2 separate regions of the Astyanax mexicanus genome follow, and region 2 is linked to region 1. Evidence: chromatin contacts called from public Hi-C data. All regions are on one chromosome and are shown on one strand. The core of a region is the stretch at or near the end of the contact, and the rest is flanking DNA. Distances in the headings are between cores, read along the strand shown.

Region 1 (6,943 bases), core at 1,985-4,484:
ACAGTTTAATGGTAGTTTACTGTTTGAGATAACTTTTATTTTGTATAATTTATAAATGTGTGATTATATTTGAAACAGGTGAAACGTAAAAGAGTAAAATAAGTAGATAGATTAATATTCTAATATTATGTAAAAAAAAAAATAGTTCAAGAGTATAAATAGGATCCAGGAGACTGGATTATAAGAAGCCTTGTAGTATTTATACATATAGTTATTTATATGTATAATTAGAGGTGGGTATTTCAGGTTCAGAAAGTAAAAAATCCATTCCAAGATTTTTGTCCATCTGTGTCTGTGGCTTTTTTTAAGTAATGCTATGGTAAATTTCACATATTTTATTATAAAATTTTTAGATAGATTTTTTGATAGTTTTCCATTTGGTTCTAAAAAACTATTTAATAGAATAGCATAATTATAATACAGATCTAAATATTTGTGAAACTAATGTTCTTGATTACGTTAATAATAAAGATCATAAAATCTAACAAAACAGTTAAAAGTCTAAGAATTATTTTACAGCCGATTTCCATTTTTACTTTTACAACATTATTTCCAGAAAACTACCAGATGGAAGATAATAGCACATGGAAATAAAAACACAGCAGCAGAACCATAAAAACCAGCAGAACAATGAAGAGGATCTGAGTCCGTTTAACTGGGTCAGAACCGCTGGGTTCTGTAACAGCAACCTTCTTTCTCCTCATTCTAAACCCACCTTTAACCTTTTAACCCTTTAACCCTTTAACACAGAACCACAGGATCCGGCCTCACAGAACTGATTCAGATCTGATTAAAAAAAGCTGATTAGGAACTGATAAGAACAAATTGATTCACAACTAATTCAAAATTGAATTACAGCTGATTCAGAACTGATTAGAACAAACCGATTCACAACTAAATCAAAACTGATTCAGAACTTATTTAAATAAATTGATTCAGAACTGATTAGGAAAAAACTGATTCAGAACTGATTCACAGTTAATTCAAACAAACTGATTCAGAACTGATTAAAGCAAACTGATTCACAGCTGATTCAGAACTGATTAGAACAAACAGATTCAGTTAATTCAGAAGTGATTCAAACAAACTGAGAAACAGCAGATTCAGAACTGATTCAAGTAATTTGATTCAGAACTGATTCAAGTAATTTGATTCAGAACTGATTCAAACAACCTGATTTAGAACTGATTCAAACAACCTGATTTAGAACTGATTCAAACAACCTGATTCAATGCTGATTTAGAAATGATTAAAACAGACTGATTTAAAGCTGATTAAAAAAAAGATTCAGAACTGATTCACAGCTGATTCAAACAAACTGATTCAGATGCTCGTCCTTGCTGCTTTTCCTCTGTGGTCCTGAGCTGCAGACTCGTCCGCCTCAGTTGAAGAAAGTTTGGTATTATTCCACTACAAAAAACACAGTAAAAATATGCCAGGATACTCCAGGATTTTGCTCTTTGTTTGCTGGTGCTCTTTGTTGGTGCTGGTTTCAGGCGCTGGGTGTGGTGAGCAGTGAGGGATGGGGATGGAGCTCTGGAGACTCACCCTGAGGACCTTCACACACTCTGATGCAATATTACTGTGGCCAGGTTGAGCCAACCACCTGATACCCAACACAACCCCCCAACACCAATGGGACCAGTAACCAGAGAACCACCATAACCCCCAGCGGCACACAGCATGTGTCTAAAACACTGCTGTTCACACAGGATTTTAAAGCTTTCCAGGTTTTTATTTCTAACATTTTTAATCACAATTTTCATGCAACTTGGGATGTTCTCCTCCACCAGTCTTACACACTGCTTTTGGATAACTCTATGCTGCTTTACTCCTGGTGCAGAAATTCAAGCAGTTCAGTTTGGTGGTTTGATGGCTTGTAATCATCCATCTTCCTCTTGATTATATTCCAGAGATTTTATTTCAATCATTTACTTTCTTTATAATCTTGGTGTTATTTTTAGTTGCATTTTTAGTCCTCTGTTTTATATTTTAACCTGTCCAGTTATACTTGTATTCTGATTTTCTTTATTTATTCTTAATTAAATCTTTTTTTGTTAGTTTTTGCCAATGCTTTTATTGTGTAATTTTTACTGTTTTGTTTATGAAGATCCTTATTTTAGCTTACCTTGATTTTAATTTTATTTTTTAAAAAATCAGTTCTTTTAAGTTGTAAATGCTCGGCTGCTTTGAAAATGAGGGTTACCTTCAATGTATCACATAGTGAAAATAAAGTTTATTTAATTGATTGATTGATTGATTGAAGAACAGAGCAAAAGGAAGATAAAATCTGCAGAGAAGCAGAAGGACTACAGTTTAGAGGTTTAGAATTATATAACTAGTGTATATAATATGGATTATGGGTATAGAAACAAGGAGATGTGGTCATAATATTATGCTTGATAGGTGTATCTTGTAAAAAATAAAAATAAAAATAAAATAAAATAAAATAAAATGTTTTCATGATAGACCTAAAACACAGTCCCTTCAATTTAACACCACTGACAGTAAGAGGATAGATCCTGCTGCAGCTGAAATGATTACTGAACAAAAAGATGTGAAAAAGCTGTATATTTTATTTATGACATCGGCCCCAAAAAAATCAAAGCTTCTGTCAATATTCACATGGTTGCAGCAGGTTTGTGAGAAAAGGCTGCTGTACAGTGTTTACCGCTCAACCATCCGTTACATCAATAAATACACTTTTATTATGTAGAAAGAAATCAGTGTGTTTTACTGAATCCAGCAGAGATTTATTCAATTTAAGCCAATTACCTATAGATTTTATATTTAGTGAAAATAATTAAACTGAACAAATAATAAAAAATTAACAATGCTCGTAATTCTTATTCTTTGTGACCAACACCACCGAAGAACGTATCAAGAACCTGTTCTCCATGTTACAGAACTCTTCAGAAGCTTCTTAAGAAAGTAAAATACAGAAATATTAATGCTTTAACTCCGAACCTCAAACTCGCAGACCCTTATAGAATCACGCACTCGTATAAAACGCAGCTCTTTCATTAAATCACTGATAAATCAGTGTTTACAGTCGGGAATATCAAATAATCTACAGTCTGAAGACGCCTGAAGTTCCACAGCGACGCTGCAGACGTTCCTCAGGCGAGGTTAAAGCCCTGATTGTGTTCGATGGCCTTCAGGAGCTTCTCCTGGAGGATCTGGCGGCTGTTGTACTTGGGCAGGTCCAGCAGGTTGAAGCAGGTGTGGGCCACAGGTAGGTAGTGCTCCCCGCCGCCGGTGGGCTGGATCACCAGCGCCAGACTCTTCATTCCCAGAATGGGGATACGATCGCTGCCGGTGAGGAACACTGCACACAAAACTACAATGTTTGGCCAAAGGCAGGAAACCATAGCATAAACCCTGAGTAGTGCTAAATTTACCATAGTGGTGCTATTCTAATTACAAATTTAACTCAGTAGTGGTATTCTTATCATAAATTTACCACAGTATGGAAATTCTGTATATGAATGTACAGCAGTAGTGCTATTTTAATCATAAATTTACCTCAGTAGTGCTACTGCAATTTTAAATCTACCCAGGTAGATATTCTAATCATTATATTCTAATCATAAATACCTCAGCAGTGATATTCTAATCAAAAATCTACCTTGGTACCTGGTATTGCTACTCTAATCAAACTTTTATCTCAGTAGTGCTGTTCTAATAATAAATTAACCTCAGTAGTGCTATTCTGATCATACATCTACCTCAGTAGTGCTATTTTGATCATACATCTACCTCAGTAGTGCTATTTTGATCATGCATCTACCTCAGTAGTGCTATTGTAATTGTAAATCTACCCTCAGGAGAGCTATTCTAATTAAAAATCTCCCTTATTAGTGCTATTCTAATTATAACCATTGAACAAGTGGTTCAAGTGGTTTTTACACTTACACAAGAATTGCTTTTTCTTCTCCAGAGGTAACTCGTGGAAAACTTCCCAGAATAGTTTGATAGTGGGATGTCCGGCCCAGTATTCACCCTTGTATTCTGCACTCTGAGGAAGATAAAAAAAACCCCAAAAAAACCAAAAACTGTTATTGTGTGATTTTTTTTGTGTTTCATAATATTGTATCAATATATCAGTATATCATGCATTGAACCTGAGCTAAATATAAGGTAATTAGACAGGTAGTAATCCATACCTGCTCCAGCTCCTTCCAGTCGTAGTTCGTATTCCCTATTACCATTGCCTGCAGTTCATTAGGCTGAAAAAGTTCCAGAACATTCCCACCACACACTTTATGGAATCCAGCATGAAAGGCATTAAACAGCTGCGCCACCGAGGTGTTGAAGATGTAGTCCACATACGCATTTACAAAGTCCTGCCTGAAAAGGAAATTAGTGATTTTTTTTTTATTTAGTTAGAAAAAATAAATACAAAAAAAAAAAAAATATATATATATATATATATATAGGAACTTGGCATGAAAGAAACAAATACCTGTTATGATTGTTTACATTAATGTCCATTCCATTAGGCACCAGCTCCAAAACCTCAGTAGCACCGAAGTTCTCCACTGTGATCTGTAACCAGAAAACACCCAAAACCCCAGTGCATTAAAACAAAACCCCTGTGTATAAACACGGGTAGGATGTCAATGATCATTCACAGCAGCAAATGAAAATACGGCTTTAAGCGCTCCATATAAAGAACACACTTTACACATGCATTCCTGGACAAGCTGAATCATACAGGAAAGTAACTGAAAGTGAGACGAGCTTGTGGACTAACTGACTGAGTGAGTAATATTACTGGATTATACACAAATACTTGTAAAATATGTGTATTTTATATTTCACAGTTATGATTTTATTTTATATTGTACGTGTATAGAACTCCTAATTTCCATTTCCAAAAGTACTGAACATAAACATAAACACACGTACCTTAAAATAAGCATGTAAACACTGTAAATATATTGTACTGTAACATGATACGAATATATAATAAACTAAGGCATATCTTTATTAGAATGCCTTTTCTAATGCATTATACTGAATGTATAATCAGTCCCAAAGCTACACACTAAAAATGTGAAGTGAAACTGATCTTACTGTAAAGTTTAAGCAGAATGTTTCCTCAACATCATCCTCAGTGTAGTCCAGCAACTGCTGCAGACTCCTGATAAAAACACACAAATATAAATATAGATATTAATAATCAGTTTCAGGTGTAAAAATCTGAAAAACAGAATTCACAGTCCTGAGAGTCTATTCTCAGTGACTCACCTGCCAACATCAGGCATCAGCTCCTTCAGGTCGTCCAGAGTAGGGGTCCTCTTCAGGAGCTTCTTATACAAGGCCACAGGGAAGTTCAGCTCTACTATAGTCAGATTATAAATCGCCAATCCACAGATCACTCCAATCAGGTGGAATAAATCTACCTCTTCAAACGTCTGCAAACACACAAAAACACACTGATTAATACAATTACTCACCCGGGATCCAATGTTCTGGTAATGTAGATTATTTCTCCAGGAGGGCAATCATGAAGCATCAACAATTACATCATGCAATTACAGTATTTTTCGCACTATAAGGCGTATTGGATAATAAGGCGCACTATCAAAAAAAGGCTATTTTCTGGTCTATTTTGTACAGAAAGTGCACTGGATTATAAGGCGCATTGTGCGACACTAGTAAGGAACGGTGGTGTTGCAAACACACATGCCGCTGCCTATGAACGGCTAAAGAGCTAGCGCTTAGCACGGTTAGAGGCTAGCGCTAATGCTGCTCCAGCAGGGTTAGCAGCAGGCTACAGGTGGATAATACTCACCTCTGAACAGCAAAAAAGCGAGTGCTTAGCGCAGTTAGTGGTCAATGCTAGTACTGCTCCAGCCTAAGTGTTGGAGAAACTTCACTGAAACTCCTGTATAACTCTGTACTTCAGCATCAGGAGAGGATTTACTGCTCTTTAATACCTGACTGATAGAATTCATACATAAGGAGCACCGGATTATAAGGAGTTCTGACGATTTTTGAAAAAATTAAAGGATTTTAACTGGGCCTTATAGTGCGAAAAAATAAGGTAAAAGCTGAGGCAAAATCAATCAAAAGCAACCGAACAAATGAAGCCCATGACAAACATCTGAAACATAAATTTTTACCTTATCAGCGAACCAGATCAGCCGGGACTCCTCGTAGTAGCGGAACATGCCGTATTTTGGGTCCAGCAGTTCCTTCATGATCAGGAGAAAAAACTCTTTCCTCACTCCTCCAGCGTCCACAGCCTCCTCTCCAACAAAGATCACCTGATCACACATTATATATTAAATTAATATGAGGACTAATAGATCAGTTAGGAACATTTTGGACTTCCCTTTGGAATTATAGTGGCTTGCAAAAGTATTTATACCCCTTGAACTTTTCCACATGTATTGTATTAATTGTAAAGTGGTAGATAATTTTAAAGATGATTTTAAAGGTGACCATATATACTGATATATAATCAATCAGTCATATATGCAGGTAAGTTTGTGGTTGTAAGGTGACGAAATGTGAAAAAAAAAAAAGTTCAAGGAAAATGAATGCTTTTTCAAGCCACTAATTGCAAAGATTATAATATGATTATTAAGAAGATGTGGTTCAATCTTTTATACAAAGGAAAAAAAAAAAGTAAAAAAAAACTTCAGCACTTTCAGAATTCTGACAAATAAGTGAAAATAAGGAAAAAAGTTTTATTAAGCTACATGGTTTTGACTTCCTTGAAAATAAATGTAAAATAGCTGTAAATGGTGCTGTGTTGTTTTCTTTAATATGAAACTTTTTTAAAGCAGTGGCTTCAGGCCTGTCCTCACCTTCAAAGGCTTCTTATAATCCACGTTTTTGGACTTCCTCAGAACCTCCATGGTGTCTCCCACCACGTTCTCTCTGCGGACGATGAGAATGAGGCAGGGGTTCACAGACTCCATCGCTGCTC
Region 2 (6,943 bases), core at 2,403-4,902, 33 kb before region 1:
GAGTTCATGCAGGCAGTGAATCAGTGGGCGTGGTCTGTGTCCTCCAGCAGTTCTTCTTAGTTGTTACTGTTACTGCTATTATTATTATTATTATTATTATTAATTTGGTTTTGATTTTTAACATTTTGCTGTTTAGGTTTACGCTGATGGAGTTTAGAGCTGCAGAAACGCACTGCTGGCTGTAGTTTGGTGGACGTGGATGGAGGGTGTGGAGGGTGCGGAGGTCTGTTGGTGTTGTCGTGCCTTGACGTTCCTGTTTTAAGGCGTTTGCTGAGATTAATGCAGTGATGAGATGAGCGTAACCGACCCGTGCCGAGCCGAAACCTGCAGCTGTTGTAAACAGTGTGTGCGTGCTTAGTTTGTTTCACGTTTCATAACACTTCTAAGGCTGGAGATATATTTGCTGTTTGGCCAGGTGCTCACATAGACAACCGTCTGCATCATAAACAGACGTCACTGTTCACATACTTGCCTACATATGTGCTACTTATGTTACAGAAGGTTTCTACTAGAGGTCTGCTCTCACCAAAGCAGCAAGAAGAACACACCTACACACATGTACAGAAGTGTGTGTAGCTCTGTTTTCCAAAACTTTCCTAACATTGATCATTGACGTACCTCACGTACACGTACGCAGTGACTCGGTTCTGATACAGCAGCTCACAGATGCAGCCTTGTGCTGATCCACATCACCCTAGGAGTGATGAGGGGAAAGAAAGAGCTCCATCTACTGTACCCACCCAGAGAGAGCAGAGAGCAAGGCCAGTTGTGCTCTCTCAGGGCTCCGGCAGCTGATGACAAGCTGCATGACCGGGATTCAAACCAGCGATCTCCCGATCATAGTGGCAGCACTTAACTTAAGACTGCTGGACCACTCTCAGCCCCCAAGCACATATATCTCTAGCTAAAGTGTTAAATTATGAGTTTAGTTGTAGTGTGCATAAGAAGCATGAGAAGAGACAAGCGAGGGCCAAGAGGAACAATACTGCTCGAATGTTAATCAGTCAGCAAAATGATTAAACACTTTAACAAAGCCTTATGAAAGATAAATAATAAATATATTTATTGGCCCTTCACCTCGAGCGCTACCAGCTGAAGCCTATACTCCTGCGAATCCTCTGCAATGTACTCATCTCGTTATTCGAGACGCTGGACGAGTGCCAAGGGCTGTTTACTATTTGTGATATTTATGACATTTATATAACAGCTACAACAGGAGACGTGGAGTTCAGTATTTCTAAACTAAAGATTATTATGATTGTAGATGGTTACATACAGAGAATTAAATACGTTTTTTCTGGCAAGCAAGACTCGAAATGTATTTTACTACTGAAATATATAAAAACTAACCCGGCTGGTGGAAATTTGAACAGTTAATATGGCAGTATTTGGAAGTGCAATGATAAAAAAAGTCCCCTTACCATGAAGAAACCTTTATTCTAAATGTAGCCTCCTGTATACGGCCGTCTTTCTTTTCTAGCTTTTCCTCTCAGTTGTTTTAAGAAACCAATTGTTTTCTGCGTGTTGAGGAGATATCAGTCAGTGGCCAGTGGCTTACGTTTCATCATTAAATACAGTATATTGGGAATAATAAAGGACTTAGTTTGCCAATGATTGATTGATGATTGTTTTACAGCTGAGGAAAGTAATTGGTCATCTATGTTACGTCACACGTTTGCGTTGTTTTTCGTTTTTTTGTTTGTTTGTTTGTTAGTTTGTTTAATTCTCGCTGGCTGGAGTATTATATTATAGCGTTCATTAGTATGTGGGGAGAAGACAGGAATACAGTACAGCATGATCCAGTCGAAGCCATTGTAATCACCTGTGGTGCTCTCACTGCTCTAAGGGAACAGGCTTTACCTTGAAATTAACTCAAAAATTGTTAATTGTCCAATAAAAAGATTTGGTTTGTAACTTGGTCACCGTGGTCAGAGAAACAAAAGAAACGGTTCCAATGACCCAAATGTGCTTTTTTCCAGTTTAAAGAGAACTAACTATGTACGTGTGCATAACTGACGACACCTCCAGTGTTTCCTTTGTATAGCCCCGCCCACTGTACCATACCCTGAAGGTCTGTCCCGGTTGGCACTTGTATGTAATTGTATGCCTTTGTTATACATTTGTATATTAAGAGGTGTGTTTTGAGTCGAGCTATTTAATATCTTGCACTGTTAATATGTACTTTCTGTACAGACAGTTTTACCGTTTTAACTGTAGTGTGTCCGTGTACATTCTGAAGGTAAAGCATGTCCTACCCCCCCACACGTTCCCTCCCCTGCCTTTTTTTTTACTTTTCCGTTTTGTGTTTTTACTTTTACTCTGTGGCACCTTCAGCTTTTTTTTGGTTCAGTTTTCATATTCTGTTACACCCTACCCCCCATTTCCCGTTCAGTCTTTATTTCTTTATTTCTTTCTGTTAAACTGTGCTTGTATTGGACTTTTTTAATGTGATTTAAAAGTATTTTCCAATCTGTACATGGACTGTAAAGTTTTATGGATCTTTACAAAAAAACGAAAACATTCTGAGACCTTGTGTAAGAGAGCGTGAGAATGTGGCAAAGCAAAGATCTATTGTATTTATTAGATTGATCAGAGGGTGGGAATTGTGTAATTTATTGTACAAATGTAAGAAGAAAATCCTCAGTTTTAAATAAATGCCATAGTTTGTGAGTTTCAATCCTAACTGTTGTATGTGGTTCACCCGCACACATTTTGTCACCTCACAACCATAAATTTGAACGTATTTTGTTAAGGTTTTAAGTGATGGGCTAACACAACGTTGCACATAATTGTAAAGTGAAATGAAAATGTTTGATATCAGCAATTTTGCTGCAGTTGGTTTTTATACTGCAATGTGATTGGCTGAGAGGAGTTATATGAGTGCCATTATCAGCCGGTAATGCACTGTAACCGAAGCTCTCCATGTATTACTCCGCCACATACAAGTAACCTAGCAACAATGCAGCGCTTACAAGCCAAACAGAGCAGCAATGGAACTATTTTAACTTTTATTTTAACAATAAACAATAACTGATAAAGGAACTGTGGTATAATCGCAATAATACACTTGAGGTTCGTACTATAACGTGTTATATTGGCACTGCTGTGCTGATCTACAGAACTCGGCCTGTTACTATTACAGGATATAGCACTCCCTCGCTTGTATTATTGCTTAAGTGGGTATTGGAATTTCACTAACTGGAATATTAAAGTTTACAGTATATTCTAAGGGTGTATTAAAGGTGTTATTATAAAAATTATATATATTTATTCATATTTTATTCATATTTGTGTTTTACTTTGATGCATTGCATAGTTACAGCACTTGCTAACTAGCATTAGCTACATGTTTTATAGTTACAGTATAGTTTGTTAGTTAGCTAACGTTAGGTTAACTAACAAGTTAGCATAGCATAGCTACAGTGGTTTTAACTGTGGCTATAGCCGTATTTACTATTAATATATTTACACATGTTACTGTATTAAGTTGCTAGTTTAACAGCAGTTTATAATTTATTTTATTGCATATGTTTATACTGTGTTCTGGGGATGTATAAATGTGTTTACAGAATGTTAGCCGTTACATTTGTTAGATTAATTCTGTAGAATGCGTGCGTGCTGACGCGTCGCTGTGCGCGGTGACGTTTAGCAGACCGGAAGTTCGTATTCCGTGCTGATGGTCGCGCGGAGCTGCAGGTAGCGCGGGGTGAGGATGATGGCCGGCAGGTACGGAGCGCTCGCGCTCGGTCTGAGCGGGGCTCTGTTTATCGTCTACTGTATTTACTTCGACCGCAGGCGCCGGAGCCACCCGGACTACCGGCGGAAACTCCGAGAGCGTGAGTACCCGGATACAGGCTAGGCTAGGCCTAACACATGAGGTCTAAGACTGTAGCAGAGTCAGCTCATTTACACGTGTGTGTGTCTGTGTTTGTGAGTGTCTATCTGTTATTGTGTGTGTTTGGGTCTGTCTGTCTGTAATAGTGTGTGTTTGTGTGTGTGTGTCTATCTGTAATTGTGTGTTTGTGTCTGTCTGTCTATCTGTTATTGTGTGTGTTTGTGTGTGTCTGTCTATCTGTAATTGTGTGTTTGTGTCTGTCTGTCTATCTGTTATTGTGTGTGTTTGTGTGTGTCTGTCTGTCTATCACAAAGTGTGTTTGTGTCTGTCTGTATGTATCTGTTTTTGTGTGTTTGTCTATGTCGTTGTTTTTGTGTTTTTTTTGTGTGTGTGTATGTGTCTGTTTGTGTTTTGTATGTGTGTGTGTGTGTGTGTGTGTGTGTGTGTGTGTGTGTGTCAGTGTCAGTATAGAGGATATTACACCCAGTACCCAGTATTTTTCAGTTTCAGATATACAATATTATGTATATATTTTTAAGTGATTGTGGTGGGAGGAACATTTTTAGATTGCGGTAGATTGATCAGCTAACATTTAGTATAGACAGTAGGTAAGAAGTTCATTCGTGTGATGGTTTGAAATATAATCTGATATTCTTTTTATTTATACTTGTAGGAAGGAGAAATCAAAAACTTGCTCAGGAAAAGTCTGGACTGGCCAAGGTAAGATAATCCTCTCATACACACATTAATGATTTGGAAAAGTTTATAGCTTATAAACGTTTATAGCTGCCAGTATTATAGACACACTGTTGGGCTAATCTGTGCTGAAATGTGAGGAATGTGAACTCTCTGGTATTAATTCTCACTGTGTTGGTTCTGTGTAAAGTTACCGGATCTGAAGGACCCGGCGGCGGTGCAGCAGTTCTTCCTGGATGAAATTCAGCTGGGGGAGGAACTGTTGGCTCAGGGTGAGACACCATCTTCTTACTGAGACTGGAACTTAATATTCAAACTGTAACTATCAGATATTAGTGATCCAGTGACCTCTAAAAATAGTGCATTAACCTACTTAATGCAGAAAAAAACATCTTGCTCTGTCTTGCTCTTATTTAGCTGCTACTCAGCTGATATTGAGCACTGTGGTAATGTGGTAACTGGTGACATCTGATATGTTTGTGTTTGGTTAATCTGTATAAAAAAATCAATTTTCCATTAATTTTGTTCATTAGGAGATTATGAGAATGGCGTGGACCACCTGACCAATGCCATCACTGTGTGTGGGCAGCCTCAGCAGCTTCTGCAGGTGCTTCAGCAGACTCTTCCCCCACCTGTCTTCCAGATGCTGATCACCAAAGTACCCACCATCAGCCAGGTATGCTCCCCATGTCATTTTCCTCAACATATCTACTAGGGATGTCCCCGATCTGATCACGTGATTGGAAATCAGTGCCATTCCCATTATTGTCAAAGGATGGGATTTGGGTGGAAAGATCCGGATCACTGATTTATAAGAAATATAACGTCGTTTAGAGTCTGATTGTCCTTGATACTTTTTAATTGCATTCTTATAAACCCCCCGACTGCTGGCTTTAGCTTTTGGGACAAGCAAGAATGCTAGATCAACATCTAGAATAATCCAAAGTTGAGGGTCTGTGTTCAGTGACCTTTAACTATTTCACCTCTAGGACATTTTATCTCTAATTCATACCAATTAATTCTAATTCATATATATAATGCAGGTTTTTACTCTTAAAGTTGATGGATGATGTAATACAGCCGTGACTGTAGCGGCAGGTAAACTTTCAGTGATATATGTTAACATAGCAACACTTCATCACTTCCTGTCAGTACTAAATGGGTTAGTACATTAATATTTAGTGTATTAACCTGCCAAACCTGCACTGTTAATATGAGTATATAGTCGGGATGTCCCCAATCTGATCATGTGATCGGAAATCAGTGTCGATTACATTTTCACAGTTATTAAAGGACCCGGATCACTGATTTATAAAACATGTAAGTAAGTTCTACTCTAAATCTAGTCTGTCAGGTCTATTAAACCACACTACACTATTATTACTCTCTCCCTCCTTAAAAATAAACAGAGAAAAACCAGCATTAAAAAAAAAAATCCTGATCTCAATTATGATTAATTACATAATTATTGTTTTATGTTTTAGTTCATTTATAAAAAAAATATTTTTAAAATATTTATATGGTAATCATTTATATAGCTATTTCAGTAAAATGTTATGCTTTCAAACCACTGGTTCATCTATAATATATATATATATTTTTTTTTTTATTATTATTATTTTAAGAAACCTCAAAAGACAACTTGGATGTGTTATTTTTTTTTTTTTATATATATAAACTTTATTACCAAAGTATTGAATCTGGACTCAGTATTGGCAGATACTCAAAATCGAATAACTTGAATGTGATCGGGACGTCCCTAGTATCTAGTCTTTACTTTTATGTTGTCAGTGTTAATTGGTATCACTGTCTGTCCCTCTCTCTTTCTCAGAGGTTGGCAAGCCCTCAGGTTTTGGCTGAAGATGACGTTGAATGAGATTGTGGTGAAGATGATGATGACGCCTTAGCTGGCTGGTCATCGAGTGATCAGCCCTGTCCAGGCAGAGGAAGAGCCCACGGGCGCTGCAGGTCCTCTGAACTGCTGCTGTAAAGTCTGTCTCTGTGTTTTTTTCCTTCGTTTTGTTGTATTTTTTTTATTGTAATTTAAGCACATTCCATTTGTTGGTTAGTGACCCCTCTGTCCACTACACTGCACTTCCGCCCTCAGACAGCCTGTGGAATGTCTCCGCAAGACAAGCCTTTAATTACTGTTATTTATGTACTTAATCGTTAAGATTTAATACTCACAACATTCAAATGACTAAAGGAGTTCACGTGATGTCATTTATTTTCTTTGTTTTAAAAAAACTTTTTATATATGAAATTCAGTTCTACACTGTGTTAGCTGCTGATTACTGATGGTTAGGAAATCAGTGTTATTCCACTTTATTTATCTGAATCACAGCATCTGTATCGTTTATTTTTTCTCAGTAGTCATAAAATAAAGTTTAATGTGTAAAATGTTTGGATGTT

Evidence for each region. Hi-C and Micro-C count contacts between places; a contact is called where the count stands out from the background.
Region 2: a Hi-C map of muscle shows a contact between it and region 1, with 6 times the contacts expected there. The contact joins the promoter of tomm20a here to the enhancer-like site in region 1. A contact is called at or near these places in 3 of 3 Hi-C or Micro-C datasets (blood and muscle).

Annotation. Positions count from the first base shown.
Region 1 is chr7:2,310,597-2,317,539 of AstMex3_surface, reverse strand. herc4 (HECT and RLD domain containing E3 ubiquitin protein ligase 4) reads right to left here. Exons shown (of 24, transcript XM_022685232.2): 17 at 6,822-6,943; 18 at 6,132-6,275; 19 at 5,254-5,420; 20 at 5,080-5,146; 21 at 4,466-4,548; 22 at 4,167-4,350; 23 at 3,916-4,018; 24 at 2,557-3,328. The coding sequence ends at 3,120. Among protein-coding and RNA genes, the nearest start is that of irf2bp2a, 10 kb to the left of the region's middle. Within about 2 kb of position 3,234, the one cell type or tissue checked has an H3K27ac peak away from gene starts, as active enhancers do.
Region 2 is chr7:2,343,945-2,350,887 of AstMex3_surface, reverse strand. It overlaps tomm20a (translocase of outer mitochondrial membrane 20), which reads left to right and starts at 3,652. Exons shown (of 5, transcript XM_007238523.3): 1 at 3,652-3,836; 2 at 4,509-4,555; 3 at 4,722-4,803; 4 at 5,065-5,207; 5 at 6,363-6,931. The coding sequence starts at 3,713. The coding sequence ends at 6,407. It overlaps arid4b (AT-rich interaction domain 4B), which reads left to right. Exons shown (of 24, transcript XM_049481085.1): 24 at 1-2,683. It overlaps LOC125803034 (small nucleolar RNA SNORA14), which reads left to right and starts at 5,393; the gene lies at 5,393-5,527.